3 separate regions of the Mus musculus genome follow, and all the other regions are linked to region 2. A link is a contact called in public Hi-C and HiChIP or PLAC-seq data. All regions are on one chromosome and are shown on one strand. Each heading gives the region's core, a stretch centred on a gene start, on an enhancer-like site or on the middle of the called end of the contact. The rest is flanking DNA. Distances are from core to core; before and after follow the strand shown. Region 1 has its middle 170 kb from the start of Gm31330. Region 2 has its middle 60 kb from the start of Marcks. Region 3 has its middle 220 kb from the start of Gm31330.

Region 1 (4,463 bases), core at 283-2,782, 520 kb before region 2:
TTATTGGCTGGAAATGACTATAAATTCTTGTGCTTTTCATAACATACATTTTTATTGTACCTTAATATATATTAATTAGAGCTATTAAAACATGAGAAGTTAATAATTTATGGATGAAGTAATAAGGTAGAATTTAGAAAATTCTCACATGATAAGCAGAACATACATGCCTATATGTACATATATAGACATATATATGTGTGTGTGTATGCATACACATACACACATACTATTTAAGCATATGCCAAGGTGTGAACAGTATTTGCTTTCAAATAATAGGTCCAATGATCCTCATCAGATAGATAAATTAGTATAAATTTCAACAAAAAAAATATGTGCACAAGAAATTACAGGTTTGTTAATTATTATTTTTATTTGCATCTCAAATGTTTCCCCTTCTTGGATTCCCCTTCCAGAGTTCTTCACCCCATCTCCCACCCCCTTTGCCTCTGAAAGGGTGCCCTCCATCCTCCCTCTCTGGGTCATTGAGTTTCTACAGAATTGGGCACATCCCCTCACACTGGTGTCAAATAAGGCAGTCAGTCCTCTCCTACATATGTGCAGAGAAATTGTGGATTTTATTGATAGAAAGTTTGTTGGTTTTTGGAAAAGCTTAGTCCTACTTTCAACATCCCCACTGTGCCCTAACTCTGGATGGCTCCTTCTAAAAGATGCTTCCTTTCAGCATCACAGGAGGTCAAAATCAGAAAGAAACAGAGAGAGCAGCCATGATGGCTGTCATGTTCACCATTAACCTGTTACACAAGCACACTCTGTTTTGTTGGACAAGTGTTTGCTGTGGCTGACTGAGTGAGCTTGGATCTTAGGCTGTGCTTCCTCTGGAAATGGTTCTGGTGATCCAAGCAAAATGCATCCCAAGGGAAACCACCCTCCTCTCAGCTTTATTCTGTGGAAGATGAGGGCTCTGCTGCTGCCAAACCCTGGGGGAGTTTGGGGGAGAGACAGGGTTAGTGCTAAAGGACAAGCATAGATGGCTGTTCTCTTTCCCTCTACCAGAACACCCTACCCTTCATTTATTTCTCAAAATCTGGCCGTCAGCTCCTGGAGCTCAAGCATCTGCTCTCATTTAAAAATGAGTTACAGAGTATTAGGTTCAGCTTTAAACAAGAAAGAAAGAAAGAAAGAAAGAAAGAAAGAAAGAAAAAAAAAACCTTAAATTTTGGGAAAAGCTTTTGTTTAATCACATCAAGTCTGTGTCACAAGCTGAAGAATGCCAGGAAATTCCAAGCTAAAGGCAAATACTTCATTCACAACTCATTCCACAAAGCCTGAAAACAGTGGGTTAGACACCAGAAAAACTCTGATTGTTTTTTGTCATGTCAATTCATGTCATAACCTTGGCATTGTTCTCTCTTTTAATTTAATAATATGAGATTAAACTGATCCTGTTCTCCTATTTCTCATTAGTGCTGAACAAGCACTTTTGGCACACACAATTCAAATCACTGGTATGTTGCTCGGTGCCTCAGTATGTTTGGCTATGAGGTAAAGTGTCTTGACCTGTCATCTATCTCTGAGGCTTGAGAAAGAAATGATTTCAACATTCTTGCTCTTAGCCCATATATATAAATCTATTCTCAATGACATGTCTGCAGCTCTGAGGTTAACACAAAACCATGAGGCACAAAAAGGGACTGGAGGAGAGGGGAAAAAAGTCTCAAAGGCCCAGAAGAGACGGGTGCTAAATCTTCTGCTTTGTGGTCAGCCATGGGTGCTGTGTTTTATAAGTGAAATGAGGAATGTCTGTGGCTCCCTTTTGGATGTGGAAAGTGTTCATTTCTCAACTGGAAAGCTCTGAATTTCTGTACACTTTCAGAGTTGTACATAATAAAAAAAAAACAAAAAAACAAAAAAACAAAACATGGTGCCTGACCCAGACAGCACAGTCCACCTCACTGAGAACTTGAAATAAAAAAAAAAATAGAAAAATAAAAAATCTTCATGACTTTGATGAGCTGAGAACAAAGGGGGAGATAGGAAACTTACAGGGAACTAGCCTTTCCACATGACGACTATCAGTAGTTACCAAAGGACTGATCTGTCAAAGAATTACAACCTTAGTGGGATAGAGTATCTTCTGGAACTGACCCTATTTCAAGATTAGCTTTTCTTCCATCAGTAAGGTCTTACTGAGGACCAATGTACTATACCTACTACAAAGGTAAAGATAGAAGTAATTTTGATGTGCTATTCAACTAATTTTAATATGGCTTTACTGGATATAATACAAAAGAGCTTAGACATCTGTGTGTAGAAACTGGCCAAGGGAACTCAGCATCCATTCCTGATGTGGATAAATCCATGTCTGAGCTATACAGAGTTGATTTCGAATGTCACCTTACTTATTCTTTCAATGGTATATCCTAAGCACCTGATACACAGATACATCCAGAATCTGTCTCTATGGTAGACACAGGTGATGAAGCAGAAGTGATGAGAGAGAGAGAGAGATCTCGTGAAGTTCATAGGAATACTGTGGGATACATGTTAGCCACCACAGAGGTATATAACACACATTGGGGGACTCACACATAGTTGTGATGATATTATTTAAACACATTCCCTAAAATTTCATGTCTAGAGCATGACTCCTGGTTTGGTGACATAGAGTTCATATGGACCATTATCCTGGTGGGAGATTCTGAGGTTAGTGAGACTATGTCCTAAGAGGAGATTGTATATTGAGATGTCATTTGTCTCTCCTGCATGTGACTCTCACCATCCTCTCCCCATGAGGATCTTCTAAGAGCCAGTGCTGTTCCTGAGCTTGCTGTCTCTAAAACAACAAGCGAGGCAACCGTGATGGCTAATACTGATTGTCAACTCAGAATGACTGAGAATTCCCAAAGAAGTCACTTATTAGCATCCCTCTGAGGGGTTATCTAGATTAGACTGAGAATTGGCATCCATCCCACTCTGCTTCCTGATTCCAGGTGAAATGTGACATTGCATCCTGCTGACATAGCTTTGATAGGAAAGACTTATACTCCTTTCCCTCAGAAAATAAGAAAACCAATTAATAGAGTAGGTAAATCTATTTTCTTTATAAAGGTACCTTGTCTCAAATATTTTGTTACAGTAATAAGAAATGGATTAATACAAAAGTGATGAAGAGGGTATAGAAAGGGCCATACTGGGACATCAAACATGGTATGTGTTGGAAAGAAGGGGAAGGGTCATCAGACTTGTTAGATAACTGGTTCTAAATCTTCCCAAGGCTATGCCCCTTTAATACAGTTCTTCATGCTTTAGTGACCACCAACCATAAAATTATTTTCATAGCTACTTTCACAACTATAATTGTGCTACTCATATGAATCCTAATGTAAATACCCATGTTTTCCAATGGTCTGTAGAACACCCCTAAGAAAGAACTGTCCAATCTCTAAAGGGATCCTGATCCACAGGCAGAGAACCTCTGAGTTAGTTGATCATAGAGTAAAGTAATGGTTATAGGCATGCCCAAAAGGGAAAACAAGAGTACAACATATAGAGTTGAAAGTATCTTGATCAGGTATCAACCCTCTAATAGTAACTGCCATGGATTTGGATTAGAAAACGAGCATCTCACATCTTTCCCTGGATAAGAGATTATCCTGAGAAAAATGTACAGAAACCCTCCCAATCCTGTCTTCTGATGAACACTGTGAACAGAATGGAACAAAATGCATCACACATTTACAGTGCCATGATAGGAACCACAAAGGGGACAATGTGATGGCAACCTGGGAGATGATAAATAGTGGAGTCCTTGGGGGGTCACCATCTTTCTTTGTTTAAATTCAGCACAGTATTCGATGGATGAGGCAGTGTTCAAAAGTTCATATGACTAAATACACAAATGAACTTGTTTGTTTTGGGTCATTCAGTGTCTGGGAGGGAGTTATTTATTTGAGTGTTAATAAATTAGGTTTTTCTATTTGGCAACTGAGAAATTTTTCTTAAGGAAATAAAAGAGATATCTTCTCAGTTTGGACTGGCTCGTGCATTTTTTTACCCAAAAGCTGGCTCAAATCTCAAATCTTCAATAGTAAAAGAAAGCTCCAGTTCTTTACAAATGTGTCTTTCCCTCTGATGATTTATAGTACATGCTAGAACAAATCCCAAGATGCTGGGAAGTGAAGCATGAAAAGAACAAGAATTTACCTGCAAAATCTCTCCGAGTGAAGACAAAATGTGAGATTTTCCTTTAGCATGAAATACCTTTTAATGACATAACAACTTACTTCTTTCAAAATGTCACTTTTGTATAGATTTTTCTCTCAGTAAAACATGTTGTTTTTCTTTTGCATTCTCTGCTGAACTACCTTTCCATTTCAAAATTCTGAAAACAAAGAAAGATTTGTCAGATTATATCAAAATAAAAGAAAAAGTTCCTGTCAGTTACCGCACTTTCTCTACTAAAAAGTGATATAAGATCCATCCAAATTAAAACTTTTCTC
Region 2 (4,617 bases), core at 1,417-3,916:
CCATGACCAAGGCAAACTCTTATAAAGAACGACATTTAATTGGAGCTGGCTTATTGGTTCTGTGTTTCAGTCCTTCCATCATCATCATGGTGGGAAGCATGGCAGCATCTACGCAGGTCTATCTTATTCTGAATGCAAACAGGAGAAGGCTGAGCATCCTCAAGCAGCTAGGAGGAGGCTCTTAAAGCCCACCTTCACAGTAACACACTGCCTCCACAAAAGCCACACCTACTCCAACAAGGCCACACCTCCTAATAGTGCCACTCCCTGAGCCAAACATATTCAAACCACCACATATGCTTTTGCCAATAATACAAGATCTTCAGGGGAGTAGATTTTCCACTCCGTTTAACACATACAGTTCCCTAGGTGCTAGCATCTAGAAGGGAGGTGACAATGTAGGAGTGAATGGGATAGCAGGCACTACCTGTGTGCTGCAGTCACCTTGTTCTGTCTGGACCTCAGCCCCACCTCCACCTTCTCAGAATCCCTGCCCAGAGGATGCCTACCTCATTAGTTGTTTGATCCCAAGATAAACAGCCTGTCTTAGTCAGGGTTTCTATTCTTACACAAACATCATGACCAAGAAGCAACTTGGGGAGGAAAGAGTTTATTCAGCTTGCACTTCCACATTGCTGTTCATAACTTAAGGAAGTCAGGACTGGAACTCAAGCAGGTCAGAAAGCAGGAGCTGATGCAGAAGCCATGGAGGGATGTTTCTTAGTGGCTTGCTCAAGATCAAAAGTAACACTTTCATTAATACAATTTTTGGAAAGAGTTGAAGCTTTGTACCCTTTTTATTATTATTATTTGTGGGTGTCTTTTTTTCTTTTTTGTTCTAAGAGTATAACCCACGTATAGGCCCTTTAGTCAATTCTCATTTTCCTTATTTACTTATTTCATTAGATATTCTTGTTTTATTATTTATGCTGTTTTTTGTTTTTGAGTAAGAGTCTCAAGTGGTCCAGGCTAGACCTTGAACTTCTGATCTTCCTGTTTTCATCTCCCAAATTCTGGGATTACAGTTATCTACCCACCACACACATCAATCCTCATATTCTAAGGTCACTTGAAAAACTTTTTTTACTGAGTGGATTTGCCATTAACCTAATACAAAATTAGATTAGTTCTTGTTTCATTTTGAATTTTTATACTCATGTCCTAAAATATTAGCAATATAGTCTATTTGTCTTCCACAGGGGCATATAAAGAAGTCATTCTTCATTTCTCTTTACAGCTGTATAATATTTCCTTGTATAGAGATATCCCAGTTAAGATTTGTCTGCTGAAAAGCATGTGAGTTCTTTCAATAGTCTTATGGAAACATCTTCTGAGATCTGCCAGCACACCTGTACAGTAATTTACATGATGGAGCACTAAATGCAAAACAGTCAATAAAATATCTTTAAGCTGCATAAGTGTGAGTAGCAGTCATGCGGAGCAATGGTCCTCGTTTCCAAGCTCAGGGAACAGAAGGAGCCTTTGGTTCCTGGCAAAAGTCAGCAATTGTCTCTTCCAGAAAACTCATTGAGTCCTCATAGCAAAGAACTTTTTGGAAGTATACCAAACATGTCCCAAAGGAAATAAATTCTTGTTAGTAGCACTCTGGATAGGCGTGGACCACTGCCACACACCAAGTGGAATCCATGTTATGTATGCATAAAAAAAAATTAGGCAAAGTCTAAACTGATCTTAAAACTCCCCTGGAAAGCGTCGTATTGGAGACTGCCACACAGTGAATGCATGCAGCTGTATTTCCTCTGACGTGAAAACCTAGCAATGTGAGTTCAGTACTGGGTGAAAAACTCCTGGATGCTCAGTACAGGTCATTTGCCACCAAGTGCAGCAAAGAAGACAATTAGTATCAACCATTCTCTTGGAGGTTGAGCCTGGTTGCTATAAGGGCATGTGATGTGTCTCCAATGAAGGCAAATGTAGGCAAAAAATATGGCACTTTACAAGAATGTTGCTCTAAATGGAGATAAAGCAATATGTAGTCCATTTTAAAAGATTTTTAAAATGTGTGTGCGTGAGTATTTGTCTGTGTTTAGGTGAGTACAGGCGTCCAGAGTCAAGAAAAAGCTGAAAGTCAGGACTTTCAGAGTTGGCATTAACAGGTGACTGTGGATCAGGGAGGAGCTCAGAGCAATGCCATGCTTTTAACCACTGAGCCATCTCTCCAGCACCCTGCATTTCCTATTTTTAAATTCAGTTTTTAATTCCTTATGCACATTATCATAAGGCTCCACTGCCACTTCTTTTATTTCCACAAGCAAGGCACATTCTTGACCAACAGCTGTGCAGCAAAGGGTTCCTCCACAAATAATCCAGTAAATTCCCATGAAGCTCCATTTAAAAAAGAGATGTCTGCCCAGGGGAGAATCTAGCTGTGTCTGGTGACTCCCCTATGACATCTAAGAGTAATCTTTGCCAAGCGATTGTTACAAAAAAAGAAACCCCGAAGTTATACTATCAAGCAGAAAACAAAACAAAGAATGTCATGGAAAATGTCAGTACAGGTCATCACTGGTCTGGGCCTTCGGTGTGGAACGTGCATGCTGAAAGCCAGCATGGAAAATCTTTGCCCTGCATCTATGCAGAGCAGGAAGCAGCTCCCAGCAGGCCTTGCTCTTCAGACTGGCCTGTGTTGAACTTGGCAGGCTGCCTACTGCTTCAGCTCCTGGACCTCAGGCTCATTGTTCCAGGGCCACGGGCAGCATTTAAGACATAATAGGCCTATGTGACTACTTAGGGTTCCCAGCACAGAAAAGGACTTAGTCCTTATCTAGTAACAGCAAGCTGAATGCACGTTAAAAGTCTTTAGAAGAAGCAGATTTTTTTTCCCCGTTTCTATTCTTATTTGTATTTTTGGCTGATGAATTCCACTTGCATTGGGGCTCTGGAAACAGAAACAGGATGAGTTAAGTCAAAAGAAAAAACAAGCATGGCCTTTTGTGGAACCCTGGGAGGTATTTAGAGCCTTGTGTCTTAAGAGACTGGATGCCTTTTTGCTTTCCTGACCCAAGCTATTTTTTTCTTTTCTAATTGCCAGCCTTGGTAGCTATCAGTACTCAATACCAACCGACAGGTCGTGTGGATATTTTTCTACACTCTAAAGCCATTTCAAACACAAGAAAGTGTGGCTTACTCATCGTTTAGTCAAAAGGGAGAAAAGACCCTTTCCACTCTCCAGACTGCCATAGGCATTGTGTAAAAGTCACATGGTTGGATGCTGATAAACCCTCAAGACAGTGTCAGACATGGTGGCACAGGGTTTGAGGCCAGCCTGGGTGGTATACAGCCGCAGACCTCTACCTGCCCTGGTGCACACTGAAGGATCCTGTTGGTGCCACAGGGGTTTCCTGGGCTGTAGACCTTAGCAGGCTCTTTGCACCCCCACTCTACCTTCTACCCCAGAGCACAGCTGGTAGTTCCCCCAGGCCAGAGGTACAGCTCAGCCTCCATGCCTTTGGTGTGGCTCTGACTCTCCCTGTAGCAAAACCCAGCGTCCTGGAGAGTCAGGCTCCAGAAGGTGTTTGTTGAATTGAAGGAGGGGTCCTAGTTACCTACCTCCACCAAACCCCACCCTCGGATGCAGCCAGCTGGCCCTCAGTGCTGGTTTCCATTCCTCTCCTCTCTTGCTTTTGTTTATTCCAGACGCCAGGACCCCACTGTGGAGTCTGAAAGCAAGGTCTGGTCACTCAAATGACTTGTCCTAGTGTTGTCTTCTTGACCTTCTTGAACTGATGTCAAGGGAGGAACTTTGTTCCTTTAGGACATTGTGCTTTAGAAACATATTTAGCAAGGCTGGAGGACAGACGGAATGGGTGCAGCTTAGGTGTCATCTTTGGGGGTGACCTTTGCTCCAGACATGATCATCAGCCTATTTTAAGTTTTTACACTAAAGTCACTCTAAAGGCAATAGGCAATAGGTTTCAAAGGCATGAACTACTCCGAGCTTGTTCTGAAATGAATGAGAAGGCAGATCTGATGTTACTGGCACGGATATTCTTTATTCCATTTGCGTACAACGCTATGCTTGAGATCCTCTTACCTCAGCACAGAGAGCCTGGATCTCTTGTTTTTTTGTTTGTTTGTTTTTCCTTCAGTTTTAAGTCCAAAGGGACTTTAGGGGTAAAGGCCTCTCTAGTGTTGGCAGGTAACACCTAGTGGTAGATAGCCTCATTAGCATTAGCTAATGCCTCAAGGCATTAGCACATTTGCTGGCCTGGAGGATGACTCCATCCCTCATAATCAGCTTTGCCCCTTGTTAATTAATGTGCCTTACCAAAAGGAGGAAGGCAAGGCAAGGAGACCCTGTGGAGGTCTGTGAAGGGGAAACAACTCCTTCCTAGCCCAGAAAGTAGGATCTAGGGTTACCACTCACCCTAACTGGAGATCTAACAAGGAAAAACTATTGTCCCTTTCTGTAGGAACTAGTCCACTCTGCCTGCCAGAGGGCCACTCCTCAGAAAAGCTGATTTACCCGAATTCCTGCTAAAACCAGAGTGTGTGTGTGCGTGTGTGTGTGTGTGTGTGTGTATGTGTGTGTGTGTGTGTGTGTGTGTGTGTGTGTGTGTGTGTGTGTGTGTGTGCCGGTGGAGTGAATTATCCCCG
Region 3 (4,209 bases), core at 1,320-3,819, 570 kb before region 2:
AAAACCTTTTTCTCGAATCAACATTATATTAAATCTTGGGGATTCTGATTTCTGTGCCACCAACCTACAAAATTGCTTGTTGATAAATAGGAAAAGTACCTGTCATCCTTCAAGCCCTTCTAGCATTTCTTCAGTAAAGATCTTGGTTCTGCATTGCAAAGTGTCAGATAGGTATTCTTTAGTATAACCAACACTTTGCCTTTATTTTTATTTTTAATTAAAAATAAAACATTTAATTTTTAAATTAAAAAATTTAAGTAGAATCTCCCTAAATACCTCAGTTGACTTCAGATTCACAATCGTTCTGCCTCATTCTTCCACATGTAGGGATTACAATGATTTTCCCACCACAAACTTTGACTCAGTAACACTCTTACTTAGAAAATAGGGATGTCAGAGGTGTGACTGTTGCTTGCTTGATGTGCAAGGCCATTATACTTTTTTTCTTTATGTAAGGTGGCTATGCAGGCTCACTACTCAGTTGGTTCTCTTCTCTCTACTCCCTTCTAGGCTTCAATGTTTTTCTATTCAATATTATAGATCCTCAGCTTGCAAGCATATGGCTGTATTGGCAATTCATTCAAATGAAGCTACCCTTGGTAAAGCAGAGAAGTGGCATGTTAAGATACGTTTTCCCTTGATGGCAACCCTACTTCAAGCTGTCACCATTCTGAGTCCCTAAAGCATTGATTCATTCCATAGTGAATCAGACTGAGCTTTGCCATTTACTACTAGTTGCTTGACTTTAAGAAAAAGAGAAAAAGAATGATCAACATTAAGTCTTGGGACCATTTTTCCTGTGGAATGGAATAATGATAGGTATACTATATTAATTTAAGATCTGTAGACAATGTAATTCTTATAGTAGTCACTTTTCTATAAGTAGATATAGAAGTATAGGTGTACAGTAAGTATTAAGTAATCATGTGCAGAGTAGTTATGAGTTCGTGTGAATAGAAATCAGTGAAGAATGGGGAATGTACTACATGAACACAAAATGTGTTCACACTGGACTGGTAATTGTTGACAGCATGCTCACCTAGAGAAGGATTCAAATGTGAAGGTACTGACTATGGAGCAGTGACACTAGGTAATGTAGATAAAAAAAACAATCAAAGCATTATATGTTTTAACTTTAATACTTATTACATGTTATATTGATGAAATTTAAGTTTTAGTATCTATAAGTAATAACTGTCATTTAAAATGAAATTGTAGCAGAATTTTCCATTAATTAACTGATTAGATAATAAAGATGACAAGAAGCCAATCTTTGGGCAAAAGGGGGAGGTGGGCCTTCCAGGTCTGAGAGAGGAAGAGATGACACACAGAAGGGAGGCACGGCCTTTTTTTTTTTTTTTTTTTTTTTTTGGTACAGAGAGGAGGGAGAGAAAGGACCAGGATATAGACCGGGGACTAGATCTGTTGGCGGATTCCACCACTACAAGATTTCCAACATAGAATAGTGGACGAGTTTAGGACGATAGATTCCACTCACAGAGGTTGTGTTATCTGTTGATTCTAAACTAAGATTGCATGGTGTTTTCCATTTGTGGCAACTCAGGTGGGCCAGAGAGGTAACTGCAGTGGAGTGAGGTAACTGCAGTGGAGCGCAGACTAGTGAGAGCACACCTACAGCTGACCAAGGGATCAAGAGAGAGATCTCAGAGTTCTGGAGAGGCAGAGCTGGCATTTGTGGGAGAGACGTTGGCTAGAAGAAACACACGGTCTCCGTCTTGGGCTACATACAGGACTGGGAACAGTTTAAGACCACCAGTGCCTAGCCGGCCATAACATTCATTGATTTTTTTTTAATAGTTGCACACTACACGTTATCTAGAAGCTCTCATGTCCTGTTTCCTCCTGTCTCAGCTACATACTGTGTTTACCACTGAAGAGGTTTCATTTAGCTATAGCAAAATGCACATAGGCTATTCCATGGTGTGACTCATAGTGTAGTGGAAATATTATCACACCCTCACAATAGGAAAGATGAGCTGAGCCCCAACTTCTAGCCTGTGTTATGACATTGGGACCTTTTGCAAATGATTTAAGTTTTCCAGGCCTTGTTTCCTTCATCTTTAAAGAGTTTGGGGCATAAAATAAAAACAAAGTCATAAAATATTTAGATTAAAATAGTTTACAAATAACCTTTTACAATAATGAATGCCTCCTACAAATTCAATAATTTTACATGATGACTTGGTTCTGCTTCTGACTCTTGATTGCAATCCCTTTTGGTCCTCATGCTGCTAAGGAAAAACAAAACTCACCAAGGGAATAATTTTTTTCAGCCTAATGAAGAAAAGTCCTTGAACCAAGCAAGGTCACCAAGGTTGAACTATTGTGTGTGTTCATCTTTCTTTGCTATGGTGCCACCCAAAGTTACTAGCATGAACTAGATGTGAAGCCAGTCAGGGCCAGGTCTTACTTTCATGCAGCAGCCCTCAAGAGTACATCCCGATAAGAAACAATGTCCCCTGAGTCATCTTAAAGGAAGAAGTCTTGAGTTTAGGTCAAACGAGATGTTATGTCTGCTTTACAGATGTGTAAGAATAAAGAACCTTGAAATGCTAACATTCAAAGAAAATCTAGAGGCTGACACAATGACTCAAGGTAAAGGCTGTTGCTCATAAGCCTGGTGATCCAAGCTCAATCCCTAGGATTCATGTGGTAGAAGTAGAGAACAGTCTCCACCATGCCATGCTGCCTATGTATGGACACAGACACATAGACAGACACAGACAGTATATACAAATATACAAAACACACACACTCATATATAGACATTATACACTTAGACTTGCACACATACACACAGATATGCACACACATATGTAGACACCCATAGATACACATAAATACACATACACACACGTGAACAAATAATACACACATACCAACATAAACATACATACATAATACACACATACATACACAACTAAAGCACACATATAAAATACATGCACATACACACAAGTAATATAATAATTTAGTTTTCAGAAATAAAAAATACAAGACAAAGTTTGAAAAAATCTTTGACAAATTCAATTCCAACTTTTACTAATTTCAAGTGTAAGATTAATATATGCATACTATATATTAATTAATTAAATATTAATTATTAACACAGAGAGTCATAAGAAAAATAATGCAAGTGAATGCACTGTGTAAAATAACCATTAATTGATATTAGGTACCTTATTTTTCATTTTGAAAAGCTGACTTTAAATTTAGCATTTAAAATAAAAATGTAATCATGAGGGTCATGCATTGACAGCTATTGCACCAGCTGCTCAAATATTAAGACTTTCTATTTAAAAAGACCTCCTATGAGTCAGTTTTACCCTTAGCCACAAAAATGCAGTTAGAGAATAAAAATGTCCTTTACAACTGACAACTTTACCTCATGTTTTCTGTACCCAACTAAATGTCATCATCAACAAGTCCCCATCACCAAACTACCTCAAAGTACATTGCAGCCCACTTCGTTCACTTTGTCCTTGGGGTATAACATTTCTCACCTCACAAATCCAGTATCTAAAAACAGCATTAACTTAAACTGAATTATCCAAATGGGATTACGGTTTCCACTCTGAGCTAAGGCATCATGGTTTCCACATTGTATCTGTCAGGGGGAACTGCACTATGATGCCTCAGTGTGTAGTACTGGCTGTAGTCAGCACAGTAAATGGAAAAATGGAATTCCACTTGAGACTGGGGATATAACCCAACAGTGGAAAGCTTGCCTGTTATGAATGACCCTTGGATATGATCATCTGGACCACAAAGGTGAAAGAAAAGTGTGCTATGAAGAAGAGAAAGAAGGGAGGGAGACAAGGAGAAAAAAAGAAATGGAGGATAGAAAGAGAGAAAAGAAGAGGAAAGGAGAAGAGGGGAGAAAAGTGAAGGGCAGGAGGAGGGGAAATAGTCTTATGTTAAGGTATAAGTATAAAATAAACAACAGACTTGATGCAGAGATTATGTGGGGATGGAGAATGTCACCAAACCTGTCTTTTGGTACATTTTGCTGCCATTAACACAACAACATAGTCTGCATAAGATTAAAAAACAAAAAAGTTTAATCCGTGCTCACAGATCTGGTTGCCTAAGATTAGCAGCCATATTTTGTGATGACTTCTGCACCACACCATTAGCCTGGAAGATAATACAAGGGCATTACATGATGAGAAATAGGGAATACACATA

The links. A called contact is a pair of places that touch in the nucleus more often than the background predicts. HiChIP or PLAC-seq counts read pairs in DNA pulled down with a chosen protein or histone mark.
Region 1: a contact with region 2 is called in an H3K27ac HiChIP or PLAC-seq map of vascular smooth muscle cells, with 6 times the contacts expected there. The contact joins two enhancer-like sites. A contact is called at or near these places in 1 of 39 promoter capture datasets (the 3T3-L1 cell line), 1 of 15 datasets of contacts at CTCF or cohesin (the NIH/3T3 cell line), 6 of 484 Hi-C or Micro-C datasets (the 3T3-L1 cell line, the C2C12 cell line, adipose-derived mesenchymal stem cells and 3 more), 1 of 115 datasets of contacts at active chromatin or transcription factors (vascular smooth muscle cells) and 1 of 9 other capture datasets (embryonic stem cells).
Region 3: a contact with region 2 is called in a Hi-C map of bone marrow-derived macrophages, with 23 read pairs. The contact joins two enhancer-like sites. A contact is called at or near these places in 3 of 484 Hi-C or Micro-C datasets (bone marrow-derived macrophages, cumulus cells and uterus) and 1 of 9 other capture datasets (embryonic stem cells).

The regions. Positions count from the first base shown.
Region 1 is chr10:37,600,185-37,604,647 of GRCm38.p6, reverse strand. No RefSeq gene overlaps it. Among named protein-coding and RNA genes, the nearest start is that of Gm31330, 170 kb to the right of the region's middle. Within about 2 kb of position 1,532, at least 41 of the 459 cell types and tissues checked have an H3K27ac peak or open chromatin away from gene starts, as enhancers often do.
Region 2 is chr10:37,076,685-37,081,301 of GRCm38.p6, reverse strand. No RefSeq gene overlaps it. Among named protein-coding and RNA genes, the nearest start is that of Marcks, 60 kb to the left of the region's middle. Within about 2 kb of position 2,666, at least 100 of the 459 cell types and tissues checked have an H3K27ac peak or open chromatin away from gene starts, as enhancers often do.
Region 3 is chr10:37,650,026-37,654,234 of GRCm38.p6, reverse strand. No RefSeq gene overlaps it. Among named protein-coding and RNA genes, the nearest start is that of Gm31330, 220 kb to the right of the region's middle. Within about 2 kb of position 2,569, at least 1 of the 459 cell types and tissues checked has an H3K27ac peak or open chromatin away from gene starts, as enhancers often do.